Regions from separate parts of the Canis lupus genome. Here region 1 is linked to region 2. The links are chromatin contacts, called in public Hi-C maps. All regions are on one chromosome and are shown on one strand. The core of a region is the stretch at or near the end of the contact, and the rest is flanking DNA. Distances in the headings are between cores, read along the strand shown.

Region 1 (3,782 bases), core at 1,209-3,708, 140 kb after region 2:
TTTGTCATTTGCGTCCCTTCAACAGCTCACGAACGCTTGAAAGACATTCTTACTACGAACACACAACTCTTCATAATTCAGCCTCTACTCTTCCAACTGTTCTCCATATCTCCCCAGCATGAGGCCCTGGCAATTTTATGCTTCTTGTGGCTCCTCAAACACCTCATTCTATTTCATTATCCAGTGCTTTAGCAGAAGTTGTTCCCTATGCCTTGAATGTCTTTTCCCCTTTTGTCTGTCAAGGGAAACTATAACTTAATTATTATGCATGGAAATGTTAAGGATTAACTATTGTATATTAGCATCAAGGTAAGTAATCACCTGAATGGTGAAAGTAAATGTATCAGATGGATGGTCAGTCTGTGAAAGCAGAATAATACAAAAGGCAAGAAGTTATTTTCCTGAGCAAGGAATAACGTAATAGAGATATGTCTAAGTGACTGTGAGGAATGTGCAGTGATTGCTTCAGCTTTCACATCTACGATGGAACCTAAGGAGAAAAACTACAGGAACAGAATTTAAGAACTTTCCTCTAATTACCAGCAAAATGCAAAGTATTGATAGAGCAGGACTTTTCTGTAGGAAATCTGTCCTCCATGCCTTTGCTCCGAGGCTTAAGAGAAATAGAAACCTCTCTTCTCACACATTAGGCAGGATGTAAAGGCTGGACCAGGCTGACGCCTGGTGGAGAGAATGAGCCAGCCACCGCACTGCAATAACAAGGGCACAAAACTTACTCCCTTTATCCTCATTCATTTATTAATTAAAAAACAATAGTACACTTTGTGCTAATACTGAGGCCCTGGAGCACAGAGAATAAAGGACTTAATCCCCACTCCTAAGAGTTCTTAAGAACCCATTCATAAGAACCTAACAGGTGAGAAAGGGTGCCTAGGTGGCTCAGACTGTTTTGTTTTTTTTTCTTCTGCTTTTTAAAATATTTTATTTAGGGACGCCTGGGTGGCTCAGTGGTTGAGCAACTGCCTTTGGCTCAGGTCCTGATCCCGGAGTCTTGGGATCAAGTCCCATATCGGGCTCCCCTCGCAGAGAGCCTGCTTCCCTCTCTCCCTGTATCTCTACCTCCCTGTGTCTGTCATGAATAAATAAAATCTTTAAAAAAAGATTTTATTCGACAGAAAGAGAGAGAAGGCATGTGCACAAGCAAGGGAAGCGGCAGGCAGAGGGAGAGAAAGAAGCAGGCTCCCTGCTGAGCAAGAAACCCATATGGGGCTCTATTCTAGGACCCTAGGATCATGACCTAAGCTGAAAGCAGATGCTTAACCAACTGAGCCACTCAGGTGCCCCTGGCTCCAACCTGTGTCCGCCTTCATCTCAGGTCCTGGGATTGAGTTTACATGGGGCTCCCTGCTCAGCAGGGAGTCTGCTTCTCTCTCTATCCCTCTCTCCGCTCAAGCTCTCTCTCACTCACTCTCTCAGATAAATAAAATATAAAAACAAAAACAAAAACAAAACCCAAAACACCTAACAGATAAGTAGCTGCCTCTTTAAATGTTACATCCTTGCAGCACCAGGGAGACTGGGGAGTCCAGTTAGAAGGCTAATGCAGTAGTCCAGGGGAAAAATAATGTGATTGGGGTTCAAGGATAATCAGGTTTCGGGATCCCCGGGTGGCTCAGCGGTTAAGCTCTGCCCTCGGCCCAGGGCTTGACCCTAGAGACCCGGGATCGAGTCCCATGTTGAGCTCCCTGCATGGAGCCTGCTTCTCCCTCTGTGTCTCTCATGAATAAATAAAATCTTTTTTTTTTAATAAATAAAATATTTTTTTAAAAAAGGATAATCAGATATGTGACGAGAGAGACAAGTCAAGGACTTCCAGGTTTCGGGCGTGGGCAGTGGGCTGGTTATGGGTTGCAGATCACAGAGGTCCGGGAACCAAGCGAAAGAGGAAGCTTGTGTAAATGTGAGAACAAAGTTTTAGACCTGTTAAGTTTCAGGCTGGCTGGTGAGGGGTGGGGCGTATCCGGGTAGAAATGTCTAAAAGGTAGTTGGACATACAAGCCTGCAAGTCAGTCCTTCTGCAAAAACCCTGAAAACACAAAACCAATATTTATACTATTTACATATTACTATTTATCAAACCATTTAACCTAGTGGCTGCTGTCTGTCAAGTTGTATTCTAGGCTATTCTTTCTAATTTTTATCAAGGTCTAGAGGGTGGTTATTTTTGTTTTACAAAGTAAGACACTAAGTCTCGGGAGAAGTGAAGTGATTTGCCCCAAGTCACACAGCGGAGCTGCGTTCGAATCCTATTATTAATTCTAAAATCTATGCTCGACACCCTTCGACGCTACCTTTTTAAAGGACCTCCTTGCTAAAAGTGTGAGCAGCAGTCCCCTCGGGAAAAGCAAACAAACCGTGCCCAGCCCCGACGCACCTGCGCAGAACGCGCCAAGATGGCCGCCCCGACCTGGGCGGGGGGGCCCCTACGTCATCACGCCGCGCGGCGGCCTGTCGCGCACCACGTCGGAAGGGGGCAGGCGGGCAGATGGCGGCGTGTGCGGCCCGGGACGTGCCCTGTTCAGCCCTGGCGCAAGATGGCGCTGCCCTTTGCACGTTTGTTGTGCCTGTGCCGCCGGGGAGCCGAACGCTTGGGGCTTGCTGCCGCCGAAGCCCGCAGAGGTAAAACTATCTTCTCTCACTCCTTTACCTCCCAAATGGTTTCCGCATTCCCGGGAGCCCTTTTGGGTCATTCCCCTCCCGATCTGCGTTGGTCTTGAGAGTCCAAACATGGGACACGGGCTGTTTACCCCGAGGCTTCCCCGAGCCCGAGGCCCATATTAACGGGCCCCGCTCTTGCCCGCTGACGTCCTGACGCTTTCCTGTGTACTCGTGAGCTCCCCGACCGCGGCCTCGGATCGTCCTATGCACGTATCCCTAGGCCTAGGGTTCTACCCCCGTCATCATCCAGTCTCTTTGCTCTGCTCGCAGGCATCAGTTTCAAACTGGAAGAAAAAACCGCCCACAGCAGCCTGGCCCTCTTCAAAGGTGACACGGGCGTCAAATACGGCATAGTGGGATTGGAGCCCACCAAGGTGGCCCTGAATGTGGAGCGCTTCCGGGAGTGGGCCGTGGTGCTGGCAGACAAGGCGGTCACCAGTGGCAGACACTACTGGGAGGTGACGGTGAAACGCTCCCACCAGTTCCGGATAGGAGTGGCAGACGTGGACATGTCCCGGGATAGTTGCATCGGTGTTGATGAGCGTTCCTGGGTGTTCGCTTATGCTCAGCGCAAGTGGCACACCATGTTGGCCAACGAAAAAGCCCCCATTGAGGGCATCGGGCAGCCAGAGAAGGTGGGGCTGCTGCTGGAGTATGAGGCCCAGAAGCTGAGCCTGGTGGACGTGAGTGGGGTCGCTGTGGTCCACACCATACAGACCGATTTCCGAGGTCCAGTGGTACCTGCCTTCGCCCTTTGGGATGGAGAGCTGCTGACCCACTCAGGGCTCGAGGTGCCTGAAGGCCTCTAGCATGTCCCTCACTGTAGTCCCTAATTATGCTCTTGGCCAATCTCCTCTGAAAGTGTCTGAATCCTTTTAATTTTGCCACCAAGCAATCTCTAACTCTCAAAATTCAGTGTTGGGTCCTCTGTGCAATATCCTAGTCGTTTTCTTCTCCCATACCCTGAGAAAGCTAGGCATACAGCCACCTTTCCCCTCCCCCAAGCCACTGCCAGTTTCCTAAGCTATCATGAGTGTACCTTGCCTGGCTGGCTTCCTTCAGTCCCTCTGCCTCCCTGTGCCCAGACCTGTCTCAGACTGCAG
Region 2 (3,765 bases), core at 227-2,726:
CAAAATGTGAATCAATCCAAGGGCTTCTGACTGGCTCAGTTGGTGGAGGATCTCAGGGTTGTGAGTTTGAGCCCCACGTTGGGTGTAGAGATTACTTTAAAAAATAAAATCTTAAAAAAAGTTAAATCAGTCCATATCCAATGGAAGTCCCAAAATTAATGCCAATCTCAAGGAGGAGTGGGGAGGTGGGGGATTTATGGTTCCAGGTCCCCATTTCTAGGGAAGATGTTTCTCTTCCACACCAATTAGACCCCAGAGGCAACACAGTCTTTAGTTACTTTGTCTTCCTTCCCCCTTCCACACATTACTCAGATAAGAGTCTCCTGAATGTGGAAGTATGATCAAAGATTTAGAGCAAAAGCAGAAGGACTTGCAATATAATAGCATAAACATCTCTAAATGCAACAGCAGGCACCATCATTCTTTTTTTATTATTTTTTTAAGACTTTGACAGGGAGGTAGATAGAGGACAAGCAGGGGAAGTGGGAGACAGAGGAGCTGACTCCCCACTGAGCAAGGGGCCGGAACTTGGGACTCAATCCCAGGACCCTGGGATCATGACCTCAGCCAAAGGTAGATGCCTAACTTACAGAGCCACCCAGGCGCCCAGGCATTACCATTTTTCTTTTATTTATTCGTGAGAGACACACAGAGCGAGGCAGAGACACAGGCAGAGAGAAGCAGGCTCCGTCAGGGGAGCCGGATGAAGGACTCGATCCCAGGACCGTGGGGTCAAGACCTGGGCCAAAGGCGCTCAGCCATTGCGCCAGCAGGTGCCCTTGGCCACCACCATTCTCCAAATGCCCTTCCTCTTCTCCACTATGGGAGAACTTCAGTGATTTCTGCACCCACCTAGATCCAATCTCTTTTTATTTCCCTTTTATTCTTCCCATTTTTATCAAGGGCATTTCGCCCTCCTTGGATCGCGACGGCGAGCAGCCTAGTGACACTGGTCGGCCCGGGTTCCCGCCCGGGAGTCTCCCCCTTGGGCAAGCGCACACTCCCAGGCGAAGGCGGTTTTCTCTAAAATCAAGTCTGGTTTTCCCTCCGCCTTCCCCGACTTCTTCCTATAAATACTAAAAGAGAAAACTATGCAAGGCCTTAGCCCAGAGGGCGTAAGACTCCTTTCCTCCGTGCGTGCAGCACAGCGCCGGGTGCCAGCCCGGAGGCAGCGGCGCGGGCAGCTGCGAACCGGGGCGCGTGCGGACCCGCCGCCGCCCGCGGAGCCGCCTCGGTGCCTCCCCTTCGGCCTCTGCCAGGCGGCTGGGCCCTCGGGCCCCCGCGGCTTCTCACTCCCCCGCGCCCTTTCCCGCCCGACGCGTGAGACTACATCTCCCGAGAGGCCGCGCCGGCCCCCCGCCCCCGGCCCCCGGCCCGCGCCATGGCGACGGCGTGACGTGGGGGCGCCGGGAGCTGCGGGCGCGGCGGGAGCAGCGAGCGCAGCGGGCGCGGCCTCAGTTCCAGGCTCCCCGCCCGCCCAGGCGGGAGCAGGGCGACAGCAGCCGCGGCCCGGGGCGCCGCCGCCTCGCGCCGAGCCCGCCGCCGGCCGCCGCTCCTCCGCAGCGAGGGGGCCCGCGGGCGCCGCCGCCGACCGGGCGAGGGGCGCATGGCCTCGGGGCGCATGGCCTCGGCGGGCGCGCGCCGGCTCCCCGGAGGGACGCGCGCGGCGGCCCAGCGCTGCTGCGGCTTCGCGCTCCGCCCGGCCCCGCCCCCGCCGCCGCGGCCAATGAGGTGAGGGGGAGGCGCGAGCGCCCGCGCGGGCGGCGAGGGGTCGCCCGGGGCGGTGGGGGCGGGGGCGGGGGCGGGGCGCGGCCTCCCCGGGGTCTCCCGGGGCGCTCGCCTTCCAGCCCCGGGGGGCGCCCAACCGCTGCTTGCCGCTGGCGGGCCCCGAGGCCGCGGCCCCCGAGTCCTAGCTCTTAGCCGCGACGCGGCCCCCGCTCAGAGGATGCACCCCACTTTTGCCCGCCCCCCGCAGCACTGTCCTCGGCCGCCCTCGACCTTTCGCACTCGTGACTGCCGCGCCGCGGCGCCCGGCAGGCCGCAGCAGGTGCTGGGGAAAGCTTGTCTGGACGCCCTGCCTGGGATGCGCCCCGCTCCCCCAGGAATGCCTGAGGGACACAAAGTCATGACTTCCTCTCTCCTTTCCTCTTGTCCTTAGATTTCTGACGCCCTGCAGCCTTTTCTTGCCCCGCGCTGCCCGGGTCTTGGTGGCTGAGGTTGGCTTACCTCCCTCTCGTTCCTTCATGGGCTTTGCAGCCCCCTTCACCAACAAGCGAAAGGCTTACTCCGAGCGTAGGATCATGGGGTGAGCATCCTCCCCCCTCCAGCATCCTTACCCCTTCCCTTCGTCTCCAAATGACTAACTCCAGGCTAGGATGCAAGGTGGCAGTGGTGGGCTAGCTTCCTCCCCGGCCATCCCTCTCCCTAGCTATTATTACTGATCCTTTATCCTTCCCTGCTAGCCTTCCAACCTTAATTTTCCCCTTCCTCGTTGCCCTACCCGTCAATTAAACGAAACATTATATTTGGACAGTATAAGACGACAGGGTATTGTCCCTCTGCTGACCTTTTACACGTATTCGTGGGCAAAATAAAAATACTAACTGAGCACTTGCTACGGCAAGTAGTTAGGCTACTTAAGTGTTTTACGTAGTTTTTCTTTTGATCCTGTCAACAAACCTATGAATCAAGTACTAAGTCTGATTTATAGATGAGAAAAACGGAGGCACAGGTAATTTTACCTAGGGCTACATTGTTAGAAAGTTGTAGAGCTAGGATCTGAGTTCTTGTGATCACCAATGAAATTGGTAGCCTCTGTTCCCCCTAGATGGTCCTGCTTAGGATCAAAATAGATAATAAATGCTGGGCAGCCCAAGTGGCTCAACTGTTTATTGCCTCCTTCAACCCAGGGCATGATCCTGGAGACCCCGGATCGAGTCCCACATCGGGCTCCCTGCATGGAGCCTGCTTCTCCCTCTGCCTGTGTCTCATGAATAAATAAAATCATAAAAAAATAGATAAAAAATGCAAAAGCATTCTGTGAACTGCAAAACATAACCTCTCTGTGACTCCTTCCCCTAGGTACTCAATGCAGGAGATGTTCGAAGTGGTGTCCAATGTCCAGGAGTATCGTGAGTTTGTGCCTTGGTGTAAGAAGTCCTTGGTGGTATCTAGCCGCAAAGGTCACCTGAAGGCCCAGTTAGAGGTTGGCTTTCCACCTATAGTGGAACGTTATACGTCTGCTGTTTCCATGGTCAAACCTCACATGGTCAAGGTGAGGCACTGGGAGGGATTAATCAGCGAAGTTTTTGTATTTTTTAGCATTTTTTTACACTGAAGGGTTATTTTGGCCTTCCTTGTACTGATTTTATCAATACTTCCCTAATAAAACATTAGAAGGAAAGGAAGACATTTTTCAGTTCTTTCTTATACACTCTTGCACTCATTATAGGTTTCTTAAAGTACTTATTAAAGGTTTCATTCCATTGTAATATTATTTGACTAACTGCCCTCTTCTAGGCTGTTTGCACTGATGGCAAGCTCTTCAACCACTTAGAGACCATTTGGCGATTCAGCCCTGGTATTCCTGCCTATCCTCGAACTTGCACTGTGGACTTTTCGGTGAGTCAGGAGGCTGTGGAGCATAGAGCAACAACTGGATTGTGAAGGCTGGGCAGAGGTACTGTGACAGTTATTAAGTATAGCTAGGACTTGGTATTGCCTAAGTCAATGACACTTTCCAGAAGTCTGAGCTTACATCAAACT

What was found. Hi-C and Micro-C count contacts between places; a contact is called where the count stands out from the background.
Region 1: a Hi-C map of blood shows a contact between it and region 2, with 3 times the contacts expected there. The contact joins the promoter of SPRYD4 here to the promoter of COQ10A in region 2. A contact is called at or near these places in 2 of 9 Hi-C or Micro-C datasets (amygdala and blood).

What each region holds. Positions count from the first base shown.
Region 1 is chr10:1,070,506-1,074,287 of UU_Cfam_GSD_1.0, forward strand. SPRYD4 (SPRY domain-containing protein 4) reads left to right here and starts at 2,459. Exons shown (of 2, transcript XM_038549712.1): 1 at 2,459-2,640; 2 at 2,950-3,782. The coding sequence starts at 2,556. The coding sequence ends at 3,488.
Region 2 is chr10:931,581-935,345 of UU_Cfam_GSD_1.0, forward strand. COQ10A (coenzyme Q-binding protein COQ10 homolog A, mitochondrial) reads left to right here and starts at 1,477. Exons shown (of 5, transcript XM_038549674.1): 1 at 1,477-1,731; 2 at 2,159-2,305; 3 at 3,082-3,274; 4 at 3,520-3,621. The coding sequence starts at 1,607.